7 separate regions of the Mus musculus genome follow, and regions 1, 2, 3, 5, 6 and 7 are each linked to region 4. The links are chromatin contacts, called in public Hi-C and promoter capture Hi-C maps. All regions are on one chromosome and are shown on one strand. The core of a region is the stretch at or near the end of the contact, and the rest is flanking DNA. Distances in the headings are between cores, read along the strand shown.

What was found. Promoter capture Hi-C pulls out the DNA fragments that hold promoters and counts their contacts. Hi-C and Micro-C count contacts between places; a contact is called where the count stands out from the background.
Region 1: a contact with region 4 is called in a promoter capture Hi-C map of embryonic stem cells, with 8 times the contacts expected there. The contact joins the promoter of Cnih4 here to the promoter of Trp53bp2 in region 4. A contact is called at or near these places in 5 of 39 promoter capture datasets (cranial neural crest, embryonic stem cells, hippocampal neurons and 2 more) and 2 of 115 datasets of contacts at active chromatin or transcription factors (astrocytes and embryonic forebrain).
Region 2: a Hi-C map of B cells shows a contact between it and region 4, with 6 read pairs. The contact joins the promoter of Ephx1 here to the promoter of Trp53bp2 in region 4. A contact is called at or near these places in 3 of 39 promoter capture datasets (the 3T3-L1 cell line, cranial neural crest and hippocampal neurons) and 1 of 484 Hi-C or Micro-C datasets (B cells).
Region 3: a contact with region 4 is called in a promoter capture Hi-C map of pre-B cells, with 2.5 times the contacts expected there. The contact joins the promoter of Lin9 here to the promoter of Trp53bp2 in region 4. A contact is called at or near these places in 2 of 39 promoter capture datasets (liver and pre-B cells).
Region 5: a promoter capture Hi-C map of pre-B cells shows a contact between it and region 4, with 3 times the contacts expected there. The contact joins the promoter of Pycr2 here to the promoter of Trp53bp2 in region 4. A contact is called at or near these places in 4 of 39 promoter capture datasets (the HPC-7 cell line, embryonic stem cells, hippocampal neurons and 1 more) and 1 of 115 datasets of contacts at active chromatin or transcription factors (astrocytes).
Region 6: a promoter capture Hi-C map of embryonic stem cells shows a contact between it and region 4, with 93 times the contacts expected there. The contact joins the promoter of 1700056E22Rik here to the promoter of Trp53bp2 in region 4. A contact is called at or near these places in 2 of 39 promoter capture datasets (embryonic stem cells and hippocampal neurons) and 1 of 115 datasets of contacts at active chromatin or transcription factors (astrocytes).
Region 7: a promoter capture Hi-C map of embryonic stem cells shows a contact between it and region 4, with 8 times the contacts expected there. The contact joins the promoter of Sde2 here to the promoter of Trp53bp2 in region 4. A contact is called at or near these places in 3 of 39 promoter capture datasets (embryonic stem cells, hippocampal neurons and pre-B cells).

Annotation. Positions count from the first base shown.
Region 1 is chr1:181,149,317-181,152,350 of GRCm38.p6, reverse strand. Cnih4 (cornichon family AMPA receptor auxiliary protein 4) reads right to left here and starts at 1,420. Exons shown (of 5, transcript NM_030131.3): 1 at 1,290-1,420. The coding sequence starts at 1,358.
Region 2 is chr1:181,016,185-181,018,963 of GRCm38.p6, reverse strand. It overlaps Ephx1 (epoxide hydrolase 1, microsomal), which reads left to right and starts at 1,395. Exons shown (of 9, transcript NM_010145.3): 1 at 1,395-1,537.
Region 3 is chr1:180,639,815-180,642,663 of GRCm38.p6, reverse strand. It overlaps Lin9 (lin-9 homolog (C. elegans)), which reads right to left and starts at 1,514. Exons shown (of 15, transcript NM_001103182.2): 1 at 1,267-1,514. The coding sequence starts at 1,345.
Region 4 is chr1:182,407,711-182,410,954 of GRCm38.p6, reverse strand. It overlaps Trp53bp2 (transformation related protein 53 binding protein 2), which reads right to left and starts at 1,788. Exons shown (of 18, transcript NM_173378.2): 1 at 1,505-1,788. The coding sequence starts at 1,531.
Region 5 is chr1:180,903,007-180,906,122 of GRCm38.p6, reverse strand. Pycr2 (pyrroline-5-carboxylate reductase family, member 2) reads right to left here and starts at 1,849. Exons shown (of 7, transcript NM_133705.2): 1 at 1,593-1,849; 2 at 1,309-1,379; 3 at 70-249. The coding sequence starts at 1,659.
Region 6 is chr1:184,032,461-184,035,690 of GRCm38.p6, reverse strand. It overlaps 1700056E22Rik (RIKEN cDNA 1700056E22 gene), which reads left to right and starts at 1,693. Exons shown (of 1, transcript NM_028516.1): 1 at 1,693-2,659. The coding sequence starts at 1,831. The coding sequence ends at 2,535. It overlaps Dusp10 (dual specificity phosphatase 10), which reads right to left and starts at 1,310. Exons shown (of 4, transcript NM_022019.6): 1 at 1,122-1,310.
Region 7 is chr1:180,849,868-180,852,773 of GRCm38.p6, reverse strand. It overlaps Sde2 (SDE2 telomere maintenance homolog (S. pombe)), which reads right to left and starts at 1,623. Exons shown (of 7, transcript NM_145943.1): 1 at 1,482-1,623. The coding sequence starts at 1,601.

The DNA of each region.
Region 1 (3,034 bases), core at 171-2,670, 1.3 Mb after region 4:
ACATATATACATGATCTGTTATACACCAAGACTGTTTTAATGATCAAATTTTCCAAACTACAAAAATAATAAAAAATTGTTGTTGCATTTCTGTCAAACAGCTCTGGTCCCTTATATCATAAGCTAAACAATGGTCATTGGAACTTAGGTAAGAGATCTTGCCCTTTTATTCAGTTCCTCAAAGCTAATAAAACACAGGGCTCTTTGCATGAGAAATCATCAAAGTAAGAACTGCTGCTAGATAATTTCAATTGGGCAGCCACTGGGTGTTTGACACAAATTCTCACTGTGTATATTTAGGAAATACATATCTACAATCCTAAAGAAAATCGAAGCAGGTAAGATACAGTACTGGGCAAGGTTCATAGTTCCAAAGTTTGTTTCTTCCTATTAAGACAAACTGTCAGTTCATCATAAAAGCGGGAAATATATTCTGTGCAGCCATTCCAGGGCTGCACAAACAAAAAGTTCAATTCGATCAGAAAAGAGGACGTGATTTCATAGGGAAAGGGGCAACAGCCACAGGTCCTGGAGCACTTTACTAGTCATATCTAATTACTTAAAAGTGGTCTGTGCATTACACTACTGCATTACAGCAGCGTGCTGTAACAAAGACTATCATCCCCCAAGGACTGAGAGTACTGAAGTCACATCACACAACTACTACAGTGCTAGGCTGAAGAACACCATGTACTGGTCTGGAAAATACTGTTTGAAACCTGTAACAGAAACAACTATAGAAAATACTGAATGTTAACACGGATTTTATATATATATATATAAAGTTTAGAAACTGGGGATTAAGCCACAGGTATAGTTACTGAGTTTACAGATAGTCCACTGCGGAAGGCAACCAGAAACACTTTGTGGATGCTTCTTTCAAAAACCCTAAAGAACTGCACGTGAAGGAAGCACACCGCCAGTTCTTGGAATGAGTCATCTCCTGGGTGTGGGGAGTCTCCAGAAGGGCAGACACCCACAAGGACAAAGGGGCAAGGGTGCTGCCGGGGACTAGAGAAGGCGGCAAAGCCTCAGGCCGGCCGGCTATGCCCCTGAACGGCTTCGCTCTCTCGGGGACCCCCGGCGGCCCAGGCAGGCGAAGAGGAGGCAGGGGGAGCTGGCTCAGGCCCGCCCGAGGCGCAGCGAGGCTCCTCCGCTCGCGACCCGGGCCCGCGCCGCCGCCCCCTCACCCCAACCTGCCAGCGCCCGCCGGGCCCACCCTCTGCCCATTGCCCCGGCGGTAGCCCTGGGAACGAGCGGCGGCCGCGGCCCGCTTCAACCAAGGATACGAAGTAGACGGAGAGGAAGATGAGCGCGCAACAGTCGAGGAGCGAGAAGAGGAACACCACCGCCTCCATCCTCCGCCGCCGCTCCGCCCGTCAAACCAGCTTCGGGCCGCGCCGCTGGGATAGGCGGCATGCCGGGAGTTGTGGTCCAAAAACGCCACCTCCGCGACGCGATGCATGATGGGAAATGAAGTTCACTAGTGCCCAGGGAGCATAGCAGGTGGACCTCACCCTCATTTAGTATCCACTGCATGAAGTTACTCACCCTGTATGAAATTTTCTGTCTCTCTTTTACTTTGTATCCATCCTTCCTTGCCTATCATATGAAATTTTCTGTCTCTCTTTCACTTTGTATCCATCCTTCCTTGCCTATCATTGTTGGTTTCTGTGGAATGCGCTTTGTATGCGAGTGGTATGATCTTGCTCTGTAAGCCCAGCCTGGCCTCTAACTTGGGTCTCTTTGCATTGGGATTATTGGCATAGGTCTCCACACATGGCTGCTTTAACGCCTGTTCTCTACCCTCCTGCATTCTATAACTTTTCATCTCAAATACAAAGCCACTGAGTTCTGCTCTTCAGTTCCTGACCTGTTTCCCCAGCACTTACCCAGTTGCTTGCCAATTCTTGATAACAGCAAGCTTTCTCACCTCTGAATTTGAAGAATTTTACAGAATCCAGTTATCAACCTTTTTTTAAAGAGGGAGGCAAATAATTTTTACTACACCCTTACTATAGACCAAGAGCTACTGTACACTTCAAGTGCAGAGATGAACAGAGCAAACAACTGCTCTGGTGGTTAAAAGGGCAATAAAGTAGCAACTAAATATTCAAAACAGAACTTGGGTGGGTTCTGTTGCCTTTGGAAGCCAATTCCAGCAGCCATTCACTCGCTCATCCATTTATTTAACTTTCATTTTAAATTTAAATTTAAAGCAGGTAGTGTATGTGAGGCACTGTTCTAGGTCTTAAGAGACACAATGAACAGAGAGGGGAGGCACCCACAAGCCTGCACCTTGCATAGTAAGTGTAGGGGAGATAGAATAAACCACAGAAATTAAAAGCAGTCCCAAGTACCCTGAAGGGCAGGAAGAAACCCCTGAAGAGCAGCAGAGACCAGGCTGAGGGTTTCACACAGGGTTGGACGATTTACAAGGAGCAGAGAGGCCCAAGACAGTAGGCACTTGCTGTGCTTAAAAAGAAAAAAGAAAAAAAAACAGGATGGGGTAGGGGGTGTGCTGGAGGGATGGCTCCCTGGATTCCATTCCCAGAATCTGGATGGCAGCTCACAACTGTCTGTAATTCCATCTCCACGGATCCAGCACCCTTTTTACCACCACACTGGGCCTGTCCTACATCCCTTAGATGGTCTTTTATCCTGAGAAAATGTAATAGCTCACACCACAATTAACCACAATTATTTTGTTTGTTTGTTTAAATTTTTTAATGTATGGGTGCTCTACCTGCATATATGTCTGCATGCCAGAAGAGGGCATCAGATACCAATATAGATGATTGTGAGCCACCATGTGGTTGCTTGGAATTGAACTCAGGACCTTTGAAAGAGATGTCAGTACTCTTAACCACTGAGCCATCTCTACAGCACACACACACACACACACCCCACCCACCCCCACCCCCGCTAACCACAATTATTAAATTACCATTTCCCATTATGATGAATTTTGTCTTAATTCTACCTAAAACTCAAAAGCATTGTTGCAATGTCAAATACCGGGAAATGTAGCATC
Region 2 (2,779 bases), core at 146-2,645, 1.4 Mb after region 4:
ATGTAATTTTTTTTATTTATTGTTATATGTAAGTACTGTAGCTGTCTTCAGACACACCAGAAGAGGGCATCAGATCCCATTACAGATGGTTGTGAGCCACCATGTGGTTGCTGGGATTTGAACTCAGGACCTTCCGAAGAGCAGTCGGTGCTCTTAACCTCTGAGCCATCTCACCAGCCCCTTTCTTTCTTTTTCAAGACAGGGTTTCTCTGTGTGACCCTGGCTGTCCTGGAACTTTCTCTGTAGACCAGGCTGGCATCATAGTCAAAGATCTGCCTGCCTCTGGCTCCTACTCAAGGAATGCTGGGAATAAAGGTGTAGCCACCATTGCCCAGCACATTAGAATGTTTCCATCTACACTTTGTTAAGAACAATACGTTTACTGCTTTGCTGAATGGCTGGAGGCAGCGCTCCTGTGGGAACAGTTTAGAGGGCGCTATGAAACAAGCCTGGACTATACACTGCAGAGGAGGACGGCAGGTGTGCAAACGGTGTGCTGGGGAGGGGAAGGAGCTGCAGTACCTGGAAATCCCAGGTTCCCAGAGAGGATTGAGGACACACTATCCAGGAGTTCCACGGAGGCAGGAATGAGTTGAATGTGTTCACTGGAGAGAAACCGGCTCTCCGTTAGAACGGAGAGGGTTTGGGCCATGATGAGCAGCGAAGGAGGCTGGAGATCAGAGGTGAGAGGTGAAAATAGGATCCCTACGCTTCACATGTGTGTAGGATGATAAACCTGGACCCCGCGGCAGGCACTGCTAGGCCCTCACAGTGGTGTGCCTGGTCATCTTGTCTGTGTGGCTGCTGAAGCCTGAGAAGGTTCTAGGCGAGTCTTAGGAGGGCCGCGGGGGTAAAGACAGGGCACTGGGCAGGCTGGCTAATGGAGAGCAGGTTAGCCCCAAGGGTGCCAGGAACTGTGGTTGTCCTACTCCTGCTTGCTGGCTAGGCAGCGCTCTCTCCCTCCTCCCTGTGCTGGCCTCTGCTTGGTGTCCATGCCTCCTGGGCTTCAGATCAGCCAGCCTCACAGGGTGCACTTAACGACAAACTTCAGGTTTGTGTGTTCATTCCACACTTCACTATTTTATTTGTGGTTCTGGGAATGAACTCCAGCGCCTTGCCCACGCGAGACACTCTACCCTCAAGCTTTATCCCCAGATGTTTGCTCACTGACTGGTTCGCTTATAAAATGGTTACAACGAACTGCTAGGAAGGTGAGAGGAAGGCTGTAGCACCAGGCCAGCTTGGGCTCTTGTGTGTAGAGTCCACAGACTGCAGAGTTTAAACTGCCAATACCCTGTTCAGAACAGCAGACTTTGCCAGAATAGGTGAAACACCTTAGCTAGATGCTCAGCTAGCCTTGGCCAACCAGCCAACTCGGGGGTGGGGCCAAGGCCTGGGCGGGGCTAGTGGGGGCGGGGCTAACAGGCAGCTGGTGTCACCAGCTCAGCAGCAGGCAAAGAGGCTCAAGAGGAGTTTGAGAGTGGAGGAACTGCACACCAGCCGCCGCGGGAGTAGGAACCCGAGAGCGACCCTGACAGTAAGCTCCGGGGACAGCAGCGGCACTCCAGCGTGAGAGTTGCGAGGGCTTCGCGTATCTCCCGCAGCTAAATGCGCTTCCCCTTATCCTAAGACCGATCCAGGCGTGCAATAGGCCATGCTTCTTAGTCCTGCATCTGATGCTCCATCCTCTTCCAGGGGCGTCAACCCCTTGCTTGCGCTTCGGAAGCAAGGGGTGGGTGCTGCGCCTGACAGCGATGCTGGCTCCTCAGCCCCCTGGTTTCCCCGCCCGCCCGCCCCCCCATGCATGTTTGTCCCTTGGGTTCCAGGCTTGCTACTTGCCCAGGCACCTGAGCCAATCCAGGTAGCTGAGGGCGCCGTCCAAGTGACTCTTAATTTTAACTTCTCCAGTCTGCACCTCCCGTCATTTAAACTTCCGGCGGCCAGAAGTCTGGATAGCCTTTCTGGCATCTGGTTGGCGGGATCAGGAGGGAGGTGGAGGGATCCGGTATGTATGCATGCGCGTTGACAGTAGGGCTGTGCCTTTGCTGGCATTCTGTGCTGCTGGCAGGATTGTAGAGATGGACATCTGCGACATTTGCTTCTCTGCCTCCGATTTCGGCCTGATCTTTTTTTTAAAGTCGCAGAGCCCCAGAGGCTCACATTGTTTTTACTGTGACAGTGACTTCCTCCCTCAAGTGGAGGCTTTCACTGGCTGTGCGTGGTCTGACTTCACACAAGACTTGAAGCTGAGGGGGCTGGGGGGAAGGGTGGAACAAAAACGTGGGCGTGTTCAGCAAAGACTTTCCATTCCCTAATACCCACACCAGGCGGGCCACGTGAGGGCTTCCTGTGTCCCTAAAGAAGTATGTTCAGTGCAACCGTGCTCAACGACACGGACTGACTGTTCAGACACTGCCCCCCACCCACCCACCCTGGGGATAGCAGGGAATGTGTTCTCATGGGCTCTGGGAGCTTTTGAATGCAGACAACAAACAAAATTCAAGGTCCTGGGTCAGATCCCCAACACCACATAATAAATAAACATATCTTTGTAAAATATAAATTATATTTGTGAGCTGTAGGAAATAGGAGGTCATAAAGAGGGAGCAGGACTGTTGACTAGAGAGGAAGAGGCCACACTTTCACACTCCAGAGGGTCAGGAGGGTCAGGAGTGCGCCTCACTACTCAGTATCCAGCTGCACAAGGCTGAGGAGAACATGCAAAGGCCCTGAGGCAGAGGTGCGCCTGCTGTGGGTGGCTTTTATGTCCTCAGTTGCC
Region 3 (2,849 bases), core at 265-2,764, 1.8 Mb after region 4:
CGTTGCCCACAGATACATCTTACAGAGTTCGAGTTTTTTCTTTGCTTTTGAAACGGGTTTCTCTGACCTGACTTCCTGTTGGGGCACACCAAATGGTTAAAAAACAAAACCACTACTTTATTTGTCATAAAAATGATACAATCGTTCTAAATACAGATTGCTCAGTTTGGAGGTTTGTTTGTTTGTTTGTTTTCCAAGACAGGATTTCTCTGTGTAGCCTTGGCTGTCCTGGAGCTTGGTATGTAGACTGGGTGGGCCTCGAACTCGGAGATCCACCTGCCTCTTCCTACCGAGTGCTGAGATTAAAGATGTGCGCCACCACACCTGCGAACCTTTCGTTGACCAAGGGCTACAAATACACACCACAGAGTACGTGTTGCTTCAAGACCATTTTGTAACTAAAATGCCTTTTAATAATGTGTGCAATATGAAAATTACAAAATTGTTCCCTTGTCCTTAGGTCGCAGAGTAGCTGGCTTTACTGTCTGCGGACAGGTGAACATCCGTCTCAGAGGTTGTGAGTATAGAAGGAGAAGTGAGGCAGTGAACAGGGGTGGGTGTCAGGCAGAATAACATACTTATATGGGCTGCGGTGCTCACATCCGTGTGTAATGCCCACCCCACAGTCTAGAGACACATCCACTCAGGAGGGAGACTGGGAATGGGGCTACCTCGGCACTGTATCCCGGCTGGATCATCTCCGGAAAGGTCCAGGGCCACCTGTAGTCCCAGGGGAAGGGGCCAAGCCTGTGTGACACGGAAGAAAACACTTCCAGGATGGACGCGGGGGGTCGGGGGGAGCGATCACAAGTGCCTGCAGAAGCAGGAGCCGTCAGAGGATCAGATCGGAGGCCCGGGGCACCAAGAGGGGCTGTGTCCCCGGTGCCCAGCCCGAGCCCTCCCGGCCCCCGGCCGGCGAGTTACATAACCGGGCGGGCGAGGAGGACGGCGCCCGCAACTGGGGGGCCGCTCTTCGCCCACCCCGGCCGGCGACAGCAGTCGCTCCGGGAGAGCAGCCGCCGACTCCGTCAGGACAGGCTGGACTCCCGGGCTTTCGGTTTCCGGCGCTGGCGCTCGCACAACCCCAGAAACAGACACACAAGACACCATAACAAAGGCGGCGACGCGGCGGCAGCGCCTGAGGAGGAAGGCCGGGGACTGCGGTGGGCTGGCGGCCATCCCACCTGCCCGGCAACCGGACTCGGCCGGTGCGACCCCGGGACGGGCAACCGGCGGGAAGGAGGGCTGCTCTGAGACGCTACTTACTCTCGTCAGGCAACTGGTCGAGCTCCGCCATCTTGAACGAGCCGCGCCGCTTTTTCAAAGGCTGCCCGCCCCGGTGCATTGTGGGGCGGAGACTGTCTGCGAGGGAGGTTCGAATGAGGAGCTCGCGGCCCGCGGCGCCTGCTCCCGCCAGGCCGTCCGGCTCCGCCCGAGCCCGGCGGGAGGGGGCCTCGGGGCCTCGCCCGCACCCCGGGCCGGGCCCGGAGGAGGACAGGGGACGCCTCGCCGAGAGGCCCGGTAGGGCCGAGCGCGGGGGGCGCGGCGCCAGCACCGATGCGCCCGCCCGCGCCGCCCCCCTCGCCTGCGCTCGCTCCCGGCGCGCGGCCCGCGCTGCGGCTGCGGGAACTGCAGGCCGGTTCCCGAGGGGAGCGGGACGCAGGCCCGGGCCGGTGGCGCGGCGGACGAGACCTGGGTTCCTGGTCGCTTGGCACGGAGGGGGCTCTGCCCAAAGTAACGTGGACTCGGCTCCCCAGATCGCGTTTCTCCGGCGCCCCGGCCCCTGCCCTTCCCCCCCACCGAGTGCCCGGGCCGCGGCGTCCGCTTCGCCTGCAGGTCACGGACGCGGGGTCCGGGCGGCCCGGGCCGGAACCTGAGCTGCGAGCGGCCGGGACGAGACCTTGAGAGGTCACCAAGTTGGTGTAGGCCGAGGGCTAGTGAACTGTCCTGCTTTCTTTCTCTAATGCGCTCCACCCGAGACCGGTAGTGAGCTGGGAGCCTCACAGTGACTAAGGATGCTTGGGGAAGACACAAGTGACACTAGCCAAGTGTAATGAAACTGGATGGGGATTCCTCCCTTGCTGAAAGAAGCCGGGAAAGATTTCACGGTTCCCATCTGTAACACTTTCTAGTATTTAAACCACGGTGGCTTTTCAACTACTATTTTTACAAGCGTGGTTGATCTCCGGGGTGGGTCTATTCTCCAGGGATTTATGAGGAGGGGGTAGTCGGCGAATGGAGAATTTAAAACAAAACAAAAACGAGTGGATGAGTGACTTCCACAAACTAAAAAGTTTAAAGATGGTTCAGTGAGGTGAGAGCAGATCTAGACAGGCCAGCCCAGGCTAAGTTGGGCTTGGTAAAAAGAATAAAGCGAGGTCTTAAGTAGTACGAAGGGCAGGCTTTCATTTCTTTTCTAGAACACATTCAAGAATGTGAGGCACAGGTTGGAGAAAGACAAGATGAGACTCTTGGGCGAGCAATAGAGTGGAAGACTTCAGGCTCAGGAAAAGGGCAGCAGGCTGTGAAAGTTAAGGGTGCAACTTGGGCTGCTACTTGTATCAGTCCCAGGCAAGCTTAATACTTGTGCTTCAACTTCTCCTCAGTAAAATGCAGGCAAAAATTCCACTCTTGCTTAATGAGTGGAAAGAACTTATAATGGCTCCTTGCAGCCAGCTGTTTGCTGCTACAGCCTCCAGTTTATAGACAGTAGGGAGTACCGCTGAATCTGGGGTGGAGGGAGGGGCAGGATGGAAAATCCACCTTTCGAGAGGTGAGGGGAAAGACTAGTGCGAGCAAGAGAAGCACATGGGTGCTGGCCCTTCTGGGCCCAGGGTAAGTGGGGGAGG
Region 4 (3,244 bases), core at 539-3,038:
AGTAAGTCTACTCTGACACCAGGAAAGCAGTCAAAGCCACCAGACTTGCTGAAGTGACTTTAGTCCCAAGATTCAATAACTTTTTACAAGAATTCTGATCATCTGCTATGTGGTTTGGAGAAAAACACCCCTACATAAAACAAAAAAAAAAAAAAAAAAAAAAACAAAGGATACCTTGATTTAAACTGATCTTTCAGGAAGAAATCATCCTGCAATTAAAACCACCTATTCTTTTCCTTTCTCTGTTCAGGGGAAGCTGATGGCAAGCTGCAAAGGTTTTTTCACAACAGTGAGATAAAAACACAGGAATAAAAAAGTTAACAAAACAGTCTATCATAACCAAGGTATGCGTTTTAAGATATTCACATCACAGCCCTAACTTAATAAATGAGACTAAACCATTAGTTACAAAATGCTAGTAATTCCAAATTTCTTGACTCTTAGCAATTGTAACCATCCCAAGCCACCTAATAACCTAATAACCAAAATATTATATATGTGTCCAACCTAGAAAAATTTAGGAACACCCTCCACAACGCAAAGGGGCAAAGAGACAGTATAGTATATTCTGCACGTGTAATTACAAAAAAACCAAAACAAAATAGAACATTGAAACACAAATTTTAACACTCTTTCTTGGATTTTATAAAAGCAAAAAAATTAAGTTGTTTTAAGTTTTTATCGTTTTGTTTTCTTAAACAAGTGATGCGATAAGAACGTGAGTTGATGAGGGGTTTAGGGATGGATATGGCTAAAATACGTGACCTTTCAAAGAATATATAAAAATTATTTTTTAAAAAAGGACTTAGGTTGACTGCGATTAATCCTGCTTGAGAGGAGAACAAATACAACACCCACGAGGAAATAAATACACGGCTGCAGGAGCCACCATAACCAGTCAGATCTTGTGCTTGCTAAGGGGGCTTTTCAGAAACACCTCCATTCAACCTGCAAGTCACCTGTGACGCTGGCCAAGTCAGATGCCAAAAGAATTCACTCATCTTTCTTAGAGGTCTTGCAGAAAAAAAGCTGGGGGAGCGGGGCACTGAAGTTTTCCTCTGAACTAAAACTTTCAAGGCTGCATTTACTAAAACCTGTTTCCACAAAGAGATAGATAGGGTGACATGGCTGCTATCACCAACATCAGATCGAAATTCAAGTTAAAAAAAAAAAAAACTGGCAGAAAGAAAAAGAAAGGCAAGCCTTTTCAAGCGCTATGCTTCACTTCAGTAAAAAGCCTCAAAACAATTCAAAGAAATAGGCTAAGAACAAGGTTCCCCGGCTCTTGACCTTCAAAACAAGCTTCCCCAAAGGTCTCATCCGAGAAGCAAAGTTTGGAGCAGCGGCCCGGGCTGCCGCACTGCCTGCGGGGCAGCATCGCGACCGTCGCGGGGACCCAGAGGGACGGAGCCTCAGAGCCTCGAAGCCCGAAGCTCCACCGGCTCCGCTGACCCGGCCCCCCCGCCCTGTACACTTCCGGGCCCCAGCACGCCCACCCGCTTACCGGCATCATTTTGGACCCGAACCGCATGGAAGCGGGGGTCTGGCGGCGGCCTGGCCGAGCAGAAGTGACCCGAGGGTCGCGGGCCCGGGGAAGCCAAGCGAGAACGAGGCCGCGCGCCCGGCGGCCGACCTGTTGCGAGGCAGCGGCGCTGGAGTCCCCTCAGCGGACCGGGACGCCACCGAGTCCGGGGCCCAATCCCCTCGCCCGTCTCCGGGACGCGGCTTTGTCTCGGCGCTCGCGACTCCCACCTCCTCCTCCTCCTTCTCGCCGAAACCAACTAATCCCGGCCGGGCCCCCACCGAGGCGCGCTGGCCCCGCCCCCCACGAAGCCCCGCCCGCGGCGCGCCCCAAGGCTTGAGGTAAGGGGGAGCGGAGCGCCAACCGGGCGGCGAAGGCGCATGCGCAGATGCTGGGGGCGGTGCCAGAGGGGGCGGGAACCTTTGCTCCGAGGGAGGAAGATGCAGGCGGCGGAGCTGCTCCTGAACGCGCCTCCAGGCGGAGCCAAGGCACGGGAGGGCGGCGCCGCAGGAGAACAATAATCGTAAAACGCGGGGATGGAGCCCAGGGCTGTGTCCCTCACCTCCTTGGCGGTTCCGAGTTGCTCAAGAGAGTTGAGCCCTTTGCCTTAGGAACCATGAACCAGCCACAAGGCGCCGGACGCCGAGGGGCCTGGGCGGCGCCGCCTCACACACCTGACTCAGGGCGCCCTGAGGGATCCGAGCGCCCCACAAGATGGAGACCTGCGAGTCCGCCGGGCCGGAGCACGTTCCTGACAGAAGGCGCTCTCGGATTTGTCCTCATCCCTCAGGCGATGTCCAAGACCCCCCTCTGAATGGCCTGTTACTTCTATAATGTAAGAAGGGAAAAGCCCTTCAGTGTTGAGAAGTGGGGGGGTTCCCTGTGTTTTGAACAGCACGCTCAAAGGATTTGAAAATGGGTAAAAACAGCTTTCTGGGGCGCTCTTCAGCTCATCACGACCTGTAAACACTTTTAACACAAGGACCATTTTTTGGAGCCGTCGAAGCTCACGCTGGGAAATTGGCAGTAGTTCGCTTTGATAGGGAGGCAGATAGTCGAGTCCATTATCCAGAGAGACATAGGCTTCAGGAACACTAACTCCACGAAGCTCATTTCACGTCAAGTAACCCGTGCAAGCTCATTTGGAATCAGAGGACAGAAGAGTCCCCAAAACGAAATGAAATGAAGCACCAGAATGTATACAGCTTCAAGAATGGAGCCAGCTGAATGTGGTAGCGTGCACTAGTAATCTCAGCGCTTGGGAGGCTGAGCCAGGAGAATTGCAGTGAGTTCCAGGCCAGCCTGAGCTGAAAGAGTAAGACCTTACCTCAAATGACACTTTTATAAAAATTAAATATAAATTGACCTGTGTGTGGCACAGATCTATATCCCCAGGTACTCAGAATGCTGAGGCAGGAAAATCCCAAATTTAAGGGTTCCCAGGGCAGCTTTAGCAGAATAGGTCTCAAAATGTAAACGGGGGGGGGGGGGTCCCTGGAGTCAGACATAGTTTAGTGATAGAGTGTTTAACATGAATAAACTCCTGGTTTTAATACAAAGCACAACAGAAAGAATGAGCACTTATTGTTTGTCGTCCCAGCACTAGAAGGCTGAGGCAGGACGTATCAAGAGTCTGAGGCCAGCCTGGGCTACATGCTCTGTCTCCAAATAAATAAACAACAAATAAAAGAATAATTATTTTTTTATTTTAACATATCCCTT
Region 5 (3,116 bases), core at 600-3,099, 1.5 Mb after region 4:
GCTCCCTCGGATCTGAGCCACTCCCAGGCCACCCCTCCTCTCACACAATGGGCACCGGGGCAACAGCACCTTCTCCACAGAACTGATGGTGACCCCGGCTGCACAGGAGACCACGATGTGCCTCTCCTGCACGTCGGCTCCAATCTCATCCAGGATGAAGGGGATGATGTGGGGCTTCACAGCCAGGAACAGGACGTCGCTGTGCCGCACAGTGTCCTTATTGCTTCGGGTCAGATTCACACCCATCCTCTGCAGTAAGGAGTAGGGGACCCTGTCCGTAATGCTAGGTAATATGGCTGAGCCCGTGCCACCCATAGAATAGCAGACCCTCTCTGTCAACTGTAGCCAACACTCTGTTCTGTGCCTTCAGGGCTCCGTGACTATCCCCAAATGGCAGCTTTCCTTTCCTGCCACCGGACAAATAGGTACAAAATGGTAAGCTGCTCCACCATGGCCAGGAAAGTGGCTGTCCCCTCAACCCCAGCAATCTCGAACCTCTCTGCCAGGTGAGAGAGAACTGATGGAAAGAGCTGAGCACCCAGAGTCTGGAAGCAGAGCTGCAAAGCCCACTCCCAACCTCACAGCTGTTTACCGGAGTAACAAGTCTCCACGGGGCCCCCTCTAGGGCTCTGAGGTGCATAGCTGGGGTCCTACAGCGTTGGGGACATAAGCCTATACTAGGCACAAACAGTATCCACAGTGCTTCATCTGCTCACCTGTCCCACATTGGCCAGATGTTAGAAGACTTGGGACATTAAGCTTTATTGAATAAAGAAACTACGTAACTCACCAAGTCCCCTAGCAACGCTGTCATTTACAACATCGGTAAGCAGAATTTTCCAGACTTAGAAGCCAACACGGGCTATGCAGTGAAATTCAAAGCAGACTAACAAAAAGAACCTTTTTTTTTAAAGAATTATTTATTTATTATATGTAAGTACACTGTAGCTGTCTTCAGACACTCCAGAAAAGGGCATCAGATTTTGTTAAGGGATGGCTGTGAGCCACCATATGGTTGCTGGATTGAACTCAGGACCTTCGGAAGAACAGTCTGTGCTCTTACCCGCTGAGCCATCTCACCAGCCCAAAAAGAACCTTTCTTATATGCCTACTTTCACCCCAGTAGGATCCGACACTAACTTTGCCTGGGAGCTCCCACCACACAAGGCTGCCTCAGAGAAGGTGCAGGGCTTACAATGATGACTTCCCTAAAGGAGAGTCGGAGCCTGCCAGACTCAGGGCATCTCCGGACACGCTTTTCCTGGGCCTCTTCCTCTTGCCCACTTCCCTCCATCCCTCCTAGCCTACCCTGAGCGCAGACACCGTGGGCAGGTCCATATCCGGGGAGCTGGCTATTATCTTGTGAGCCGACAGGACGCCTACAGAAAACAAAGTTTTTCAACTGTAGATCATGGCCCAATCATGCAGTCCATCAATGGAAGCCAACAGCAGCTCTAGCAGTGCCGGCCTCCGACGCTATGCTCCCAGCAGATGGATGCAAATCTACCATCCATTCACATTCACTCATCGCCCACCCACCCACTCACTCACTCGTTCACTCTGGTGAGAGGGAAGGCTGACCACGCGCTCACCCGCGGCCGTGAAGCCCCGCGCCAGAGCACAGGCCAGCTGGCCTGCGCCGATGAAACCCACGCTCATGGCCGCAGGATCCCGGCGAGCGCCGATCCGGGGACTCTGGGGATCCCGGGGTCAGTGTCCGCGCGTGGAAAAAGATGGACCCGAATTGCTCGGAACAGCTTTCAAACCGGGATGCACCAGATGAACTGCTAGAGAGGCCCCAAGTATCCCAGAGCATCCACCGCCAAATACGCAGCCTCCGGTTGGCCACGTGTCCAAGGCAACCAATCCGAGGCTCGGGTCTGGGGCGGACCAATCGGCATCGCCGTCAGGCCGTGCGCCCGCCTCCTGATCGCGCAGCGGGTGGAACCTGTTAGCTCCGCTGGTGCGGGTCTGCTTGGCCCTGCCTGGGACACTGGTAATTCCTGGTTAGAAGAGTTGGTTTCTAACTCTGGTTCAGGAGTGAGATCTCCAAAACGCCTATTAGAGATGTACCCCTCATGGACACCAGGCTACAGCTAGCCAGCTTCGGCATGCTCCTTCCGAAGTAGAACTAGGTAGAAAAGACGAATTACTAGATCATGATTTGTTGATTTATTTAGTGATTTCCTTAAAGCACTGCTTGCACGGCCTGTTGGCCAAGCATGACTTCTCTTGCTACCCGGAACAGGGCGACCTGGAGAAACAGCTGAGACAGTGAGAAATGACTGCTTGTTTGTCCACCCCACCTTGTGGTTTTAGAGTATACAAAGAGACCCAGCATCGAAGCTTTTCAGGAGCTGTCCCGAATCACCAGTGACATCTCCTCTCTTCCATTAGAATTGTATTGTTTATTCCCAGAAAGATTTCTCGAAACATGTCCAGACGCACCAGAGGGCTCAGGAACAGCCACAAGTTGGGTTTGACTTTTGGAAAGTGTTTCACTATGTAGCCCAGGCTGTTCTTGAACTAGTGACCTTCCTGCCTCATCCTCTTGAGGGATGGGATTATAGGCGTGTAGTACATACATTTCTATAGTATACCAATCATAAGCAGTTTCCCAACGCCACCGAAACGTTATTTTACACAAGATTCTAACGTGTATTTATTCCATTAATGGACGAACCAAACAGTTAAAGTGGAACGATTTTTTTTTTCTGGCCAGAATCTCTTGCTTTGTTGCCCAGGCTAGACTTAAGTTCCTGAACTCAATGGACCTTCCTACCAGTCTTCCTAGAATTGGAAACTACATACATACTATCTGCTTTCTTGTATTCTGCTACAGTGAGGTAGATGAATAGCTACCTTCCCACCCAGCCATTTGGGACACACCCTCCAGGAGTGCCCCACCCTGACCCTACCGTCCAGCCCTTCCCTTCCGGACCTCCCAGCCAATAGGAAAACCAGTTCAGCCTCCTCCCTCCCCTCTCCCCGGGTTCTCCGCCCCCAGCATCATTTTTATCAGTGCCTCAGGGCCTTCACCCTTGTCTTATCCTTAAGTAACACGCCTGCCCCTTCTGAGAATTAGGAAGAACCAGACAATGGGACAGAGTACTGAG
Region 6 (3,230 bases), core at 444-2,943, 1.6 Mb before region 4:
ATCACTTTCCTCCTCCCGGTAGGCACAAGGCCACCCTATAACATAGCAATTCTGACTCCTCTACTAGAGAAATCAAACCCCAAGCAAGAGCCACTCATCTAAACGAACTTTAAGAGCTGACTGGAAAAACATCAAGGATCATCGGTCTATTCATGACCGTAACTGTTCTCTGAGACCGAGCCAAAGTGTCACCAGCAAAATCCACACACGCGCACCCAGGAGCACGTCCCCACCCGTGTAGGCATATCCCCACTGACTCGGGTTTCTCTCACCCACCTTTGGTTGGGAGCAAAGGATCAAACCTTCTGCCTGCCTCCCTCCCTCCCTCCCCTCCCCTCCCCTCCCTCCCTCCTTCCCTCTCCCTTGCGTAGTATTTTTTTTTTCAGAGCGAGTACTATTCCAAAAACTGTTAACTGTGTCCCAGCTGGAACATGAATGCAGTCAAAGTCTTTGCTATTTTGCTACCTGGTAAGGGGACATCCAGGATTAGTAGCCTATTCCCTAGGAGGAGAACCCGGGAACGACTTTCCAGAGACACAGGCTGGGACCGGTACCTCTTCACTGTGCTGCTGCTCACACACGGGCACAGAGCGCACTGAGATCTGCATCCTTGCAGCAGATAGCTCCAAAGCCAGTCTGGCCCGGGAAACCTCCCACAAAAATAGCACGAACCCCCTACCCCCTTTCTCGCTAATCTTCCTTCCACCACTAACAGGGACTGAAGAAAAACCAAGTGCTTAAAGAATGCTCCTTCCCCACTCCTGGGGCACGTAGCATCCCTATTCCGTGCCACCACTGAGCATCATGAGCAAAGCCTTGGGCTTTGAAAACTGCCATAAAGCATCTTAACCAAACCAAAACTCATTTCCCCTCTTCATCCCAGGGCAAGCAGAGCCAAAAGACTAAACCTTAGGATCTTCCTTACCTGACGTAGGTCCGTCTCTGTCTCTCTGACACTGTCTCTGTCTCTCTCTCTCTCTGTCTCTCTGTCTCTGTCTCTCTCTCTCTCACTCACACACACACACACACACACACACACACACACACACACATACACACACACACACACACGGAACCCTCCACCCTCCGGCTCTGAGTGACCCGTGATGTCTTCCACTTACTTCATCAATAAGCGTAGCCCTCTACCATCTGGCGCCCGCTCCAGCTATGCGCTCGCGCAGTGCGCCCCCATTCACTCAGCTTCATTGATCCCCAGCAGCAACACAGAGTTACTTTCTCTTTTGCTACAGCGTAAATGTAAGCTTTGGAGGGGGCGGGGTTGCCTCCGAGCGACGGCGCGATACGCCAATGAAGACCCAGAGGCTGCCGCCCGCTACATCACAGTGGTCTCTGACCAATAAGAAGCCGAGGAGGGCGGAGAAAGGGGCGAGGCCTCGCCTTGGGAGGGAGGCCGGCTCGGACCCGCTAGTGGGTTTGGTGTGTTAGAACGCGCGGGTGGTGATGTCATTGGCAACCAATCAAAAACTTAAAAGTGCTAGCCCGGGCCCGCTTGGAGCAGCGGCTCTCTATTTACATGTAAACCTAGGCAGCAGGACGCGGTTAACCCTTCCTGGGACTGAAGTGTCAATGGCTTGCTCTGGTCGCTCCGGCTGAAACTGGTTCTTCTGACCCTCCCCCGCCCCCTGTTGAGGACATCAGCCTCGCGGGGTCTCCATTCCGCCTTTTGACTCCAGGTGGAGTGTCCATCCAACTTTCCCCAGGCCGGAGACGACTCGAAGCCGGGTCCCTCCATGGCTGTGGCTGCGCCGCGCGGGACGTGAGCGTGCACAGGGCCGGCCTCCCCGCAGCCCCGCTTGGCCCGGCCCGCAGATGTCGCTGCCCCTCCGGCTGCCCTACTGCTCTCCCGCGCGGCGGCTGCGCGCCGTGCTCTTGTTCCCCTACTTCCGTGACCCTGTCACTCCTCCGCCGTCCCCAACCTGTTCTCAGGAGCCCGACTCCGATCCCGAAGGCGGCACTCCGGAGAGCTACTCGGAGGAGGACGCCTGGCTCTGTGAGAGCAGCCACTGGGGGCCGGTGTTGAAGGGCAGCGTGGGCGCCGTCCCGCAGAGCTGGGCGTGGCCGGGCCCTCCGAACGCCCCACAAGCCCCGCAGCCCAGGCACCGACCTCCTCCCAACGCGGTCCCCGCTTCTCCCGCGGCCACCTCCCCCTGTGCGATGTTTTGGAGCCCGCAGTCCATCCGCCCCCCGGTGCTGGGCCGCCCCCGGCCCTCAGTGGCGCAGGGCCCTCGGCGAGCCAAGGAGCGCCAGCCTGGAACAGCAAGCGCCGGCGGGAAGGAGCCAGAGCTCGGGTTGAACAGCCAGAATGAGCGGCGCTTGAGGAGCATGGAAGGGCCCACGCCAGCTCTCCCGATTCCCCGAACTTTGTCCATCAGAGGGGTCACTACTGGTCGGGGTATGTCACCGGTGAAGAGAAGTGGGAAGCTGAGCAAGCCTGCTAGCGCCTTGCCAGAAAAATATCAGGGAAGGTACAGAAGAATGACCCTGGAATTCAAAGGAGTGGAAAAGCCCAGATGAACTGTGATGAAGTTGCGTTAAAGAATCCTAAAGCAATAGAGCTTTTTATACCTCCCTACCCCCTCAGAGAGGAAGACCAAAATGTGAAGTAATTGAAGTGGAATAAAACATTATCAGCTCCGTGGCAGGTTCAGATGTCCTTAATGATGGGAGGCGTTTGCTTTAGGCCCCAGACATTCACCATTGCTGTTGATCTAGGATCATAAGGTGTCCAACCATCATCACCTTCGCTGACTAGCTCTGTCGATTCAGCATGATCTCCCTTGAGTTGAGCACTTCTACACAAGTGCACACTGGGGTTGGAAAAGGATTTTCTTTAGCCCCATTCTGTCTACACACCCAAATACACAGCACCCACACCCGAATGTCTGCACACGAGTGTCCAGGTCGCACCCTTTGGTCCTTAGATCTTTGAGGATTAGCAGGATCAGGCTAGTGGAGGAGGTAGGCTGTGCGCATTTTCCGTGGAACCCAGAAAAGAATTTCCCAGAGCACTTTTGTAGGTTATCTATATCCCTGAATATTTACTGCTGGGGTTCCCATTTACGGTTTGAGTTCTAGGTATTAGGTCTGATGCTTGTCTGTCCAGCCACATTTGCTGTGTTCATCACTGTGTACATTTGTAAACAGCAAACTCCCGTCCTTGCTCCGAAAAAGATGAAAAGATGCTTGTGGAAGTGGTTGGGGTATAGTAG
Region 7 (2,906 bases), core at 374-2,873, 1.6 Mb after region 4:
CTTGTAGTCACCTTTACTGATGTCTGTTAAGGCTAATGATCAACAGGGCAGAGGTCTTCCTCTCTCAGCGAGAGATAAAACTTCTTCATGGATCAGAACCGTTTTGCTTTAAAAAGTATAGCTTGAACTTGAACTATCTTGATTTTTCCTATTTCATCAAACTGTCCTTAGTAAGCTGCTTGCACTCACATTTACTGTTGTTAAGTAACAGACAGACTCAAATGCTCTCTGATAACTGCTTCTGCTTACCTGTTCTCCAAACTCAATTCTATTGGGGGTTTTTTCTGGATGTCTGGACTCCCATAGTCCATGTACAGTGCCTCTGTTAAATCTAAGGACGAGGTGATAGGAGGCTGTTTTGCTTTCAAGCAGGGTTTCACATAGTCCAGGCTGCCCCAAAACCACTATAGAGACGTGGCTAAGAACCCCCAAACCTCTCAAGTGCTGAGATTAGAGGCATACACCACCAGGCCCAGCCTTATTTCTGTGTCCTTTCAAAAAAGTGTATTTCCAACACTCCTCATTGTTAAGATTCTATTGTTTATGGATCAATTTTAAGTTTAAAAATAAAACTTGAAAATTATTCTTCAAATACATTGAAAAGTCACCTGTTTTGGAAAGTATCTGAATTCGAATGGCTAAAAAAAGGTTCTGTTTTTCTTACTAGACCGCAGAATAGAGAAGAAAACAAAGGCTAGATGTGGTGGGACACACCAATAATCCCAGCCCTCCAGTATGTTCAGAACATCCTGGGCTACAAGGAAAGACTTTCTTGTCCTTGTTTTTTAAAGGACAAAGAAATTAGAAAATCACATATTCTTCTTGGAACTCATCCAAGTCTCTTTAGGAACAGATTTGGTATTTTAACATTTGTTATGTTTCTACATAACAAGCAGAGAAAACAGACTACAACGAAGGCGCAGTCATACAGAAAAACTGTTCTATACCAAACGCCCAGATTAAAATTAGACTCAGGGAACCCAGTAAACTCTTTAGATGATTGAAGAGGTTTGAGATTTCCTAGTCAGTATAAGCCTGCTTCTTTGGGAATTAAAGCTTAAAACTTTAGAAGCACTTAACCAGGGTTTTATATCCACATGGCAGAGTCTAAAGAGGCCCAAGAATATCTGTGAGTGATTGGCTCTGTCAGGATGACTCCATATCCTTCTCTAACCGTTCTTTGGCCTGGATGGGTGTCCTGAGGGTCGGTAAGAAAGCATATTCCTATCTATAATGTGAATGTAAGAAGAGAACCTTAAAGGTATCATTTGGGGGGATAAAAGAAACAGAACGAGAGTTTGTAGTCGAGGTTGGACAAAGCGCAGTAAATGGACGGAGATTCTCTTACGACGTGGGGACAAAACAACGACTGCCATAGACTAGCAGAGGAATGTCCCCATATTAGTCAGAAACACCCAACGACGAACCCAGCCTGGCTTGGTGATCTCTTTCCCCCATTTCCCGGGAACCGCCATCCTCACCTGTTCCTGGCAGTGTCGGTAGATCACATCGCGCACGGAGCACCCAACCGAGGCACACGGCAGCGCCTTCCACACGGTACCGGGGCCGCGAACCCACGCCACCACCGCAGCCTCCGCCATTTCGTCTGGTGACGGAACCTCTGGACTGCGACAGGCACTAGGCGACACAGCCATCCGGTCGCATCTCGATGACGGAAGGCCTCGTCTTCCAGCGCCCCGCCTCCCGGGTTTCCACCACTCACCCCCGCCTTTCCGGAAGGCGGTCACGTGGCCCGGCGTCACGCGAGCTGGCGTGGGGGAGGGGGACAGGAAAGGCCTGCCTGAGGCCGATAAGACCGCGGAGCGCTGGAGCTAGGCGTTGCTAGGGGCGGTTGCTAGGGCGGGGCTCAAGGGACTGGCTATAAAGGGCGAGCTCTGGGCGCGGTTGCTGCGCTTGGGCTACAGCGCTTTGGCTGGGGGTGATAAGCTGCCCGTGGCTCCGCCCAGCGCCGCAGGCCAGCGCGCCACTCCGGTTTGTGCAGCTATTTTTGGGATTGGGAGGGCTGTGTCCCAGGCAGCCACTGCTTCCCGGTGCTGCGGGGAGAAAAACGGCTTCCTCTACCCGCGAGGCCTCCCAGTCCTAGAGAACGGCCCCCAGTGGTCCCCAAACCGCAGCCCCGGCCTGCGTAGTTCCCTAGAGGTTTATGTTCATTTCCTGAACCCCCCTTCACGTTCCTTCCATCACGTTCGGCTCGTTCCTATTTTTGCATGTTTGCGCTCTGCGCTGTCCCCGCTTCAGCTGTGTTTTCAAAATATTTCACAGCAAATGGGCCCTTGTGAACGGCAGGGGCGGGAGTGACGTTTATAGCCATACTGCTTCCAAAAACCCCCGCTGTAACGTTCTTTCTGTGCCCTGGGAACACTCGCGCAGATTTTACAGAGAACAACTTTAAGGTTCGGGTGCTGAGGGAGGCCCTTAATATTTAATATGCTGAGATGATGTTGTCTCTGAAATACTAAACAATTTAAAAGCTGCTAGCATGAAGCTGGGAGGATTATCGGGAGGATAACTCAGTCTCCTGAACACAGATGCCCTGGCCCGCAGAGCCATATTCTCGGCTGTTAAGATGCAGGCCGATGGAACTAATCGCTGAGGAGAAAGCACAAAATCTTGAAATCCTTTAACTGTGAAAATGAACAAAAATAGGACTTGCAGTTCTGTGGAGTTATAGATCTGTTGGTGCACACAGGCGGGAAAGCGGGCCTCCATGAAGATTCCAGGAGATGAAGAATAATTACACAAAGCATGTTGTGCATAGAAGCAGTATTTTATGAGTGTTGTAGTAGTAACCCAGAGGCCTACAGGCGTCTCATCCGATACGTAAGCAGGACAAACTGGGAAGCATGTGACCTTCCAGACAAACTGGGAAGCATGTGACCTTCCAT